Regions from separate parts of the Gossypium hirsutum genome. Here regions 2 and 3 are each linked to region 1. The links are chromatin contacts, called in public Hi-C maps. All regions are on one chromosome and are shown on one strand. The core of a region is the stretch at or near the end of the contact, and the rest is flanking DNA. Distances in the headings are between cores, read along the strand shown. Region 1 holds the start of LOC107885974 (E3 ubiquitin-protein ligase SDIR1). Region 2 holds the start of LOC107885978 (abscisic acid 8'-hydroxylase 2). Region 3 holds the start of LOC107885986 (scarecrow-like protein 33).

Region 1 (3,230 bases), core at 669-3,168:
TACATACCAGAAAGTTTGGTGACATTTGATGAGAGTTTAAAATCATGAACAGCAAAAGAACTGCTGGAAACAAACAAGAACAGATTAGAAATGCAAATTAAAGGCACAAGAAGGAATGATTAGAGGCAAAAGTTTTAACAGATGCAACAGAAGAAAACACATGCAACTAGAAACATCACCTGTAACAAGAAAGGCCAGCGAATTAGAATTAACTGGTCGAGCTGCATGTATCCGCTGGAAAAAAAATTGTGCAAGAAAAGTTCAAGCCCCTTTATATAGGATGAGAAAATCTGGCCAACCAAATGATAAGATATACTGATATGGCTAAGCAAAATACCACAGCTGGACGTTCAGGAATAAATCCTGAAAACCCACTTTCAATATCCCCTCTAGTCCCTCGGAAAACAAAACTCATTGTTGCAAAAAAACAGAATTTCCACTTGTCTAGAAGGCAGCAGATGCGAACAACTTCTCCTCTTGAAAACTTTCAAATCCTATGATATTACAAATGTGAATCACAGTTACAAGCCATTCCAATAATAAAAAAGCATAGATAGCCAGTAAATCATGCTTTATTAAACTGAAATTTACTCAAAATATAACGATTGACATGGTCTATTATTAAGCTGAAACCACTTTCCTTGATAAGAAGGAAGTTGTAAAGCTGATAACACATCCTGATTACTTTAAATATAATTATCTATATAGACTTCTTAGAAGAAGATGCAAACTAGTATTTAAATATAAATAATGAAATCAATCTTTGCAACACTTCTACTCGCAAGCTGACCATTTCTGAGCCAATGCTTTTCTGGAGGCTCAAATAGAATACCTTTTTTCCAGAATATAATTACAAAACTGCATCAACCTATCAACATGCTCTAAGCTCTCAAGGGGTCTGTGGTCATTACAAAACCAAAGATTTCAATATTGTTAATGCAGATCATGACAAGAAAACGTTATAAATCCCCAAACTCAAAAGCAAAAGCACTATAAAAGGAATTGGAATCCAACATGGGAAAAGAAATAAAAGATCATAAATTTCAGTGGGAACAAACTCATTGAAAAATTAGTAATCCCAAAAGGCCATTACAGATAAAAACAATCAAGACCTAAGCACCCAATTTACTGATTCAAATGACATTAAAGCCTAACAAAGATGACCCACGAATGAAATCCAACAAAGTTTAACACCAATATATCTCTATTTCTCAGTTCCCATATAAAGTAACTTAAAAAGCCAATGCATAGAATTGTTTATATATCGCAATGACATTTACCTTGCCAGTAGCACTATTATTATAGTAATTAAATTCTCTTTAAAGCCCCACCCGCCCTCTAAACTAAAGTTCACAATAAATTATGCTAAGTAAGCCATACTTTACACATACTCAGAAGCAAAAGATTCAAAGTTTATGATTCAAATTCCTTTCCTTTTTAAATCTTTTGAACATTAATAAAATAAATCACATATAAAGACTGAATCAACCGCAAAATCGAGCAAAAGGAATAATAGAATTTAAATATATTAACACAGAGGACCTACATTGCTCTATGTGAATCAATATCTCCAAAAAAAAAAGTCGACTTTCCAGGTTTTCGTTGAATGATGAGAAATCGAAAGGAAAAGAAAAAAGAAAAATCACCGGTTTCAACCGTTTTCTCAGCAAACAAACAGAATTCGATGCGAAGAACCAAAGAAAAACCAGAAAATAAGTTTTAAAAAGAACTTACTCAAGAAAATTGAAGATCAATCGCTAAAAAGACAAAAGGCCGTCCTATTAATTGCAAAACACGAGCAATTTGAGAGAAAAATAAAATAAAAACTTGCAAGAAATTCTTCTGCGCTCTTCTCCTTTGTCTGAAATGAAAATAGCAATTTATCTTTATTCATTTTTCATTTTTTTTAATTTTTTACGAAGAGAGAAAGCTCTAGAGAGTGACACGTGCACTTGGTTTGGATCGAATCGTTGCCACGTCTTGTTGACAGCGTGGATGACTTAATATCAGCCGTTGGATCTGTCATTTGTGTACCCCCACTCAGATTTGTGGTTTGGAGCTTCGTCGCCAAATCAGCATCCATACTTCCAAATATCTTATTCTTTTCTGAACAAAAAAATCAGATTAATAATTTCTCAAAAATAATTTTATTTTTTAAAGGCATAATGAAAAAAATGTCTCAATTGATATGATTAAAATTACGATGTTTTAGAGATTAAAAGCTTAACATCCTTTCACAAAAAAAAAATTTAACATCTAATATATGATATTAAATTAAATAAATAAATAAAATGACAAAAAATTGAAAAGATAAAAAAAATTGTCCCAATTTAAAAAATCAAACTAAATCCAATGCCCAAATGTTAAAATCTAACAAAGAAATTGGAAAATAAAACCACATCATGAAACAATTGGGAAGGTGCAGTGCAAACATCAGTAAGTTAAAGTTCACTATAAGTCGATGTATCATAGTAAAAAGATTATTTTAGTCCATCTACTATAAAAAGCAACATTTTAAGCTCTATATGTTTGAAAAGTTAGCATTTTAGTCATTCACATTTGCAATAAATAAAATATTAAATTAAATTTGAAATCTTACTTATCATGAATCTCACATTTTTTTTTATAGATTTTTGAGTGAGTATTTATGTTCGTGTTTAGAACAACGCCCACTAGTCGTGCAATTCATGAGTTAGAGAATATTGGAGAAGATCCAATTAGTTGAAAGCAAAAATTAAAGTTATGTGAGAATCCAAAACTAATCTCGAAGGATTCCATAAGGTCAACTTCATTTGGACTTTTAGAGATGCTCCGACCAGTTTTTTTGGGTAATCTAGGTGCCTAAATTGTAAAACTTCAATTTATCTTTGAAACGGGTTTCGAATCATCAGATTTTAAGGCCTATAACCATAAGCTCATTTTCATAAAGCACTGAAATTCCTCATGGGAAGTTCAAGATTAATCGTTGGGTTCCATAGAGGTAACTTCAGCTGGATTTATCAAGACATTTTGGCCACCTTTTGGTGTGATTCTTCTATCAAAATAGTATATCTTTGAGCCTTATTCTCAACATTTCTTGAATCAATGAAGTTCAAATTCTACATCCCTACGGGCAATTTAAGTTTAATTGTAAATCAACCTCTCCAGCTTGTGAAAACGGATCAAAACACATTTAAGTACTAGAGTATCGTGATGTATTGTTCTTAATTATCTAAGTTGATCATGGATGT
Region 2 (3,355 bases), core at 554-3,053, 260 kb before region 1:
AATATGTTTATATGCCACTGTAATTGCTAACATATGAAGAATAAAGTTGGTATGATTTAATGTACCCTGGTAGTCAATGGCATGTGCCTTGTATCATCCCACATAAGCCTGCGATTTGCTTCGATTATTTCTCGTCGAACACCTTCTTGTTCTCTCTGCAAACATATGATTTATAAATGAGAATGAAAAAGATTTGATTGATTTTCATTCAAAGGTGATGATCATAAAAAATAGTTTACTTACAGTGACAGCTTCTAGTAAATTTCCATTGTCATGCAAGTATTTTAACAGCCATGTTAGGACACTTGCAGTGGTATCATGAGCAGCAAAGATTACACCAATTACATTATCTGCAATCTGGGAATCACTGAGTTGATCAACCTTTTGGTTTTGGTCACCCAATAGAACACCCAGCAACCCTCCTCCACCACCTTGTTTCTCATTTTCTCTTCTTTCTTTTATCAATCTTCTCAGGGTCTCATTCAACAGCTTCCTAGCCTTTTCAAAAGTGAAACAATATGAACTTATTATTCGCTCAAACAAAATGGTCTAAGTGTGTCTATATATGTATGCGTATATGTAAGTACCTTCATTGCTTTATTGAAAGGAGTTCCTGGAAGATCTAAAGGCATGGAATTGTAACCCTTTTCAAGGCATTGATAGAGCTGCTTGATTCCGTTGATTTCCTTGTCTTGTTTATGGCCAAAGGCAGAAATCATTGCCACATCAAAAGCATACTAAAGAACAAAACACAAAAGAAAGAACCCTTGTTTAAGGTTATTGATGTATGTGCAGTGAAGGGTAAAAATGGTTAACAAAAACTGACACATACTCTCTTCATTTCTTGCAAGGTGTTAAGAGTGGTGTTTTCCCAAGCTGGTAGGAATTTAAGAACAATCTGCTCAATCTCAGAAACTGAACCTCGAATTGCAGAGGGTAAAAAAGAGGCCTGAACCAGCTTCTTCAGCCTTGAATGGTAAGGACCTTGATGGAAGAATATGGCCTCAGGCCCTATCATCTTCTCCTTGCTTGGTGGATAAGTTGGTTTGAAAAGATGAGCCTTTGTGACCAACACAATCTTAGCTGCATCAGGGCTTGAAATCATCACACAGGGGCATCCTAATATGTGGCTTTTGAATATATCTCCATACCTAAACAATCAAAAAAAAAAAAAAGGCAACAACCCAAATTTAGTTACAATTTGTAATATTACATCATTAGCTTTGACCTTTTTAGGTACAACTTGTATACCTTTTTTGGCGGTTGGCAAAGAAAGAATTGGGATTCTCTTTGTAAAGCTTGAGAGTTTCACCAATATAAGCCCAACCCATGGAACCAGGTGGCAGGGGTTTGTCCTTGGGGTGCCGCCATTGATGAACTGACAACAACAACAGCAGCATCACCACCACCAAAACCACCATCAAATAAAACAAAACAATTGGTGTAATGAGAAAGGGAAGGTGACAACCATAGAAAGCTGTGAAAGTTGGTAGAAAAGTGTGGGGTGGTAGTGGCAATGAGGGGAAAAGGAGTTGCATGGTGACAATTCAAGTGTAAGGGGGATTCAAAGAGAGAAATGGGGAACAGAGGGGTAAATTACTTTGAAGAATGGGATGAATGGAGGGATATATATAGCATTGAAAGGGGAAGGGGTTTTTTTTTTTTTTTGGGGGGGGGGGCTTGTTTGATGACAGGCGTCACCATGTTTTTGGGAACACCTTGCTTGAAGGTCTTTCATTTTTATTTTGGTTCTTTATTTTTTTTTTTCCTAGGTAGATCTTTCCTACCTTATACTGTATTTTTCTGGTCATTAATCATATGGCCCTCCACTTCTGTTTATTCTTTGAGTTTCTATTATTTTTTTAGTTAGGTTAAATTTGTTACTATGAATTTATAATTTTTTTATGTGGACGGGAAAGGGAAAGTTTTTTTTTTACAATATTAGAGGTAGAGATTAAAATTATATGGATTAAATCCGTGTTACCTATTTAATAAAAACTTTAATTATTACTCTATACAAATCAAAACAACGAAGAATAGATGTTTTATTTTGAGATTCAAGGTAAAGTATAGAATTAGTCACCTAGCGTGTTTCTATTTTGGCTACCAACCATAAAAAATTTCAATTTAGTTATTAAGTTTAAAATAAAAATGTTTTAGATAATTTCTATTTTGGTCATTTCTATTTTAGATCATTTATATTTTGATCACTCTTCGTTAAATGGTTAACTGAAGGAGTATATGGCATTTTTCTAACTAGTATAATAATTCATTTAGTCCTCAATACTTATACATCCTATCAATTTGATCTTAATTTTAAATAATTCAATAAATTTAACCATCCACATTTACAAATTCTATCAATTTGATCGTCAAATACATATAATTAAATATAATTATTATATTTAAACAGATATAATTACATCTTGATAAAATTATATGTAAAATTGTGATTTTGATAAACCAAAAACTCAGAACTCCCAAAACTCAGTAAATTTGTGATTTTTTATAAACTTCATTAATGATTATACTAATAGCATTCTCAATAGAAGAACCCAAATTTTTCTATGAAACCTAACAAATAATTAACAGCTAAAAATAAAAACAAAAAAGTTTCCTACAAGCCTTTTTCAAATAATCACCTTTTACATTCTTTTCAACTTAAAAATCATGTAATAATCTGCACCTATCTTTATGCATAAAATTTATTGTAAAATTTATCTTCGTCTAAGGAGAGAGGAAGCGTTGCAAACAAATAAATAGGATGTGAAGATTGGACTATATTCAATAACACTAAGCACAACTATAGGTGGTGGCTGATAAGGTGGAGAAATTAAGATCTGATTAACAATAAGGCTAAACAAAGAAATAAGTTAAGAGAATTTTAAAGAGAGCTTTGAGAGTTAAGATTCCTAAGTGTCAAAAGTTCTTTCACTAGTTGTGGAAAGCTCATATTTATAGTGTTTCAAGAATAGGAGTTACAAAGCTAGCAATTCATGAAAATAACTAGTATTTTTCAGTTACAAAGGCATTAATGGTTCTTCTTCTTTTTTTTTTATAAAAGGATCTTGTTAGTGATGCTGATAATAAGTAGTGAACAAGAAAGGAGAAGCATTCATCGTTATAAGAAAAGGTTAAGAGGAAAACTCTTAACTACTTCCATATCTAATCCACCAAGCGAAGCTCTCTGGAGCATCTTAAGAGTAAAGATAATCCAAGAACCCTGCCATATTCTGAGGTTACTTCCACTTCTTCTATTTTGGTGAAGCGGTACCATGTGAAACATCTTTCATGGAACATCTCTTGAAACGCAAAATAATATTTGTTTCTTAGATTAGAGTTATTTCTTAATAAT
Region 3 (3,397 bases), core at 221-2,720, 380 kb before region 1:
ACATTGAGGATAACACAATTATAAGAAGCACCCATGAGGAAGGAAGAACTTTCACGGCCACCATTATTGTTTATAGTTGCCATTGATCCATTGTTGAGAAAATGGAGGAGTTATGGTTTCTTCATTTCTAGATATAGAGAAAATAATTACAGAGAGGTCACTAAACTTTAATCAAAAGTAATAGAAAAGTGTCATTTAATTGGCTAATATTCTATGTCGACAATATGTTAGTAGATTAATGAGATTTTTAATAGTAATGACCAATTCGAACAATTATCTTAATTAGAGTGACTAAATTGATAAAAAAAAATTAAAGTGATTAAATTGATAAAAAAATTTAAAGTGACTAAAATAAGGAAAACACTATTTTAGAGTGACCTGCAATGTAATTTACCTTTTATAATATGTTAATAATTCTATCACACATATACATATAAATATTACATATTTAGAATATATACATGTATTTAAAAACAACATGCAATAAATGAGAATAACAATAATAAATCAAACTTTGGTTGTAAAAAAAAAGTTATTTATATACATACAACATTATGTGTGTGACAAACGAATCAGCTTTTGGTTATAATGATAAAGGCATAAGATGCTTAAGGTTTTAGGTTCTAATTTTCAGTTTAAATTATTTTGTTATAAATTTTATATAAAGGTGTGAAAATAGAAAAAAATACCTTTTAATAATATTTATTAATTGTATAAAGTTTGGGTTGTTGATATTTTTATTAATTGAGTTGATATCAAATTGTAATATCAATTTAATTACATAAATAATAGTATTAATTAGTAATGAAAATAAATTATCAAATTAAATCAAATTTAAAGTTGAATTATATAATTTAATAAGCATAAGTATCGAATTAAAAAAAAACTTAAATGTTAAATAAAAATATATATATCAAGTTTAAGTATTGAAGTAAAATAGAATTAAAATAAAGAAAAAAAAGTGAAAATATCAAATTAAGAAAAAAAACATTTTTAAGTATTAAATGTAGAAAAAGTTTGAAGTACATATATGTATTCATCTCAAAGGGAAAAATAAAATAAAAAATGATAAGTGGTGGAATTCCATTAACTTAATGATTGTCTTAGAACATGGTTTAACTGTTTGAAGTTTTGAGTTCCTAAGAATTATTGGTTTTAAGACACAAGCCGTGTTAAACCTGTTCCGCACATAAAGCACGGCTGTCCCACCTTGTTGACTCGTAGTCTGAGAGTGAACAGTCGCAACAACCTCCCATTGGATGACACCAAATTACAAGCCAATTGCAATCGGGGATCAATCACTCCCCCCCAAGAAAAGAGGCCACCAATGTCACCGTCATGCTTGGACGGTGCAGTGACATTGCCACTTGCGTCCTTGTATTTTTCACATAAATGCATTTTATTTATCTTACAAATAAAAAAGTTGCTTTGTCTTTTTATGCCGGGGAACTTTCAAGATGAAGACACTTTCTTTTTCTTCAATACAATAAATAAATAAAAAGCTACCTCCTTTATTGCAGCTCCTCTCTAGTTCCGAGGTTTTTCTTCTCTGTTTTCACTCTGGTATGAACAAGCTTTTTTCCCCTTTTGTGTTGGAATTTTAGTTGGTTTTTGTTTTCTTTTTTACAAGGTTTCTTGTTGTAAGCTTCTTTGTGTTAGTTTATGGGGAAAGATCTGATTTTTTATTGTTAGTCTCCAAATTTTGATAGGTTTCTCTATATGAGTTTTTTTTTCCGTTGCTGGGTTCTTCATAGAAATTAGAGAGAAAACCCTGTTTTGTTGTGGTTGTAAGTTTGGCCTGTAATTATGGGTTCTCATCTCACTGGATTCCCTCACACAGTTAATGGTTTCAAGATTAGTGACGGGTATCTTTTGCCTAATCCAAATGTATACCCAAAATTTGAAATTTCTGATGGGATTGGATCAAATGACCAATCTTTAGATTTCAGCTCTCTAGGTGTCCCATTTTTACCTTCTTTAGGTTTGGGTGATTCTAGCTTTGCTTCAATTTTGAGCATGGGCAGCATGGGTAAAGAGGGAGATACTTTTTCTCCGACCGATGACACTGATGTCTCGGACACCGTTCTTAAGTACATAAGTCAGGTGCTTTTGGAAGAGGAAATGGAAGAGAAGCCCTGCATGTTCCATGACTCCTTGGCTCTGCAAGCTGCAGAGAAGTCTCTTTATGAAGTTCTTGGTGAAAGCTATCCTCCTCGAGATCAAGCTCCTGTTTGTGTCGATCCAAGTGTTGAGAGCCCGGATAACTGTTCTTTTGGTACTTCCAGTGATCATAGCATTCATAGTGGCTCTAGTTCCTGTACTAGCTATACGATTGAGTCTCAGTGGAATGGTGATTTTAGCGAAAACAACAACAGACCGTCTTTGTTACAAACAAGCATTCCTGAAAACTTTGTTTTTCAGTCTACTGTGGATCCGGGTTCACGGTTTTCATCTCATTCTCAAAATGGTAGTGCTAATAATGGGAATGGATTCATGGGATGTCCTGCGAGTGAGTTTTTAGTTCCAAATTATTTTAGTCAAAGTGAATTAGCATTGCACTTCAAGAGGGGGTTTGAGGAAGCTAGTAAGTTCCTACCAAAAGCTAATCAACTGAATGTCGGTTTCAAGAGCAATGCATTGATTTCAGAGTTGAAGCAGAAGGCTTCAAACACGGTAGTCAAAGTGGAGAGTGACAGGAAGGAGTGCTCACCACCTCGTTTGATGAGAAAGAAGAGTCATGAACGAGAAGATGAAGATTTAGAAGAGAGGAATAACAAACAGTCGGCAGTTTTGGGGGACGAGAGCGAGCTATCAGACATGTTCGATAAGGTGTTGATTTGTGCTAGGAGAAGAGGGCAGTCTTCTTCATCCACTGCGGATGAGACTTTGCCGAATGGACCAAGCAAGACGCTGCTGCCGAATGAGCAAACAAATGGATCCAATAGTGGGAAGGCGCGTGGCAAGAAACAGGGTAAGAAGAAAGTAGTGGATTTGAGGACTCTCCTGATCTTATGCGCGCAAGCTATCACTTCCAATGACAATGTGACTGCTAAGGAACTGATAAAGCAGATTAGGCAGCATTCTTCGCCCTATGGTGACGGGTCTCAGAGATTAGCTCATTACTTTGTTGACGCCCTTGAAGCACGCTTAGCTGGCACTGGAACTCAAATTTATACCTCTCTGGTTGCTAAAAGAATGTCAGCCGCTGATATGTTGAAAGCTTACCAAGTTTATATTTCAGTCTGCCCATTCGTGAAGGTGCCTATTATTTTTGCAAACAACTACATTTCGAAGGCAGCAGAGAAAGCAACAAAGCTCCATATCATAGACTTTGGTATTTTTTATGGTTTTCATTGGCCTGCTTTAATTCACTGCCTCGCAAACAGACCTGGTGGTC

The links. Hi-C and Micro-C count contacts between places; a contact is called where the count stands out from the background.
Region 2: a contact with region 1 is called in a Hi-C map of hypocotyl, with 2.0 times the contacts expected there. The contact joins the promoter of LOC107885978 here to the promoter of LOC107885974 in region 1. A contact is called at or near these places in 3 of 34 Hi-C or Micro-C datasets (hypocotyl, leaf and petal).
Region 3: a Hi-C map of leaf shows a contact between it and region 1, with 2.3 times the contacts expected there. The contact joins the promoter of LOC107885986 here to the promoter of LOC107885974 in region 1. A contact is called at or near these places in 4 of 34 Hi-C or Micro-C datasets (hypocotyl and leaf).

What each region holds. Positions count from the first base shown.
Region 1 is chrA03:9,313,191-9,316,420 of Gossypium_hirsutum_v2.1, forward strand. LOC107885974 (E3 ubiquitin-protein ligase SDIR1) reads right to left here and starts at 1,919. Exons shown (of 11, transcript XM_041107970.1): 1 at 1,735-1,919; 2 at 338-494; 3 at 180-234; 4 at 8-60. The coding sequence starts at 415.
Region 2 is chrA03:9,050,885-9,054,239 of Gossypium_hirsutum_v2.1, forward strand. It overlaps LOC107885978 (abscisic acid 8'-hydroxylase 2), which reads right to left and starts at 1,804. Exons shown (of 8, transcript XM_016809757.2): 1 at 1,252-1,804; 2 at 833-1,151; 3 at 588-737; 4 at 244-498; 5 at 66-155. The coding sequence starts at 1,538.
Region 3 is chrA03:8,934,963-8,938,359 of Gossypium_hirsutum_v2.1, forward strand. LOC107885986 (scarecrow-like protein 33) reads left to right here and starts at 1,471. Exons shown (of 1, transcript XM_016809767.2): 1 at 1,471-3,397. The coding sequence starts at 1,807.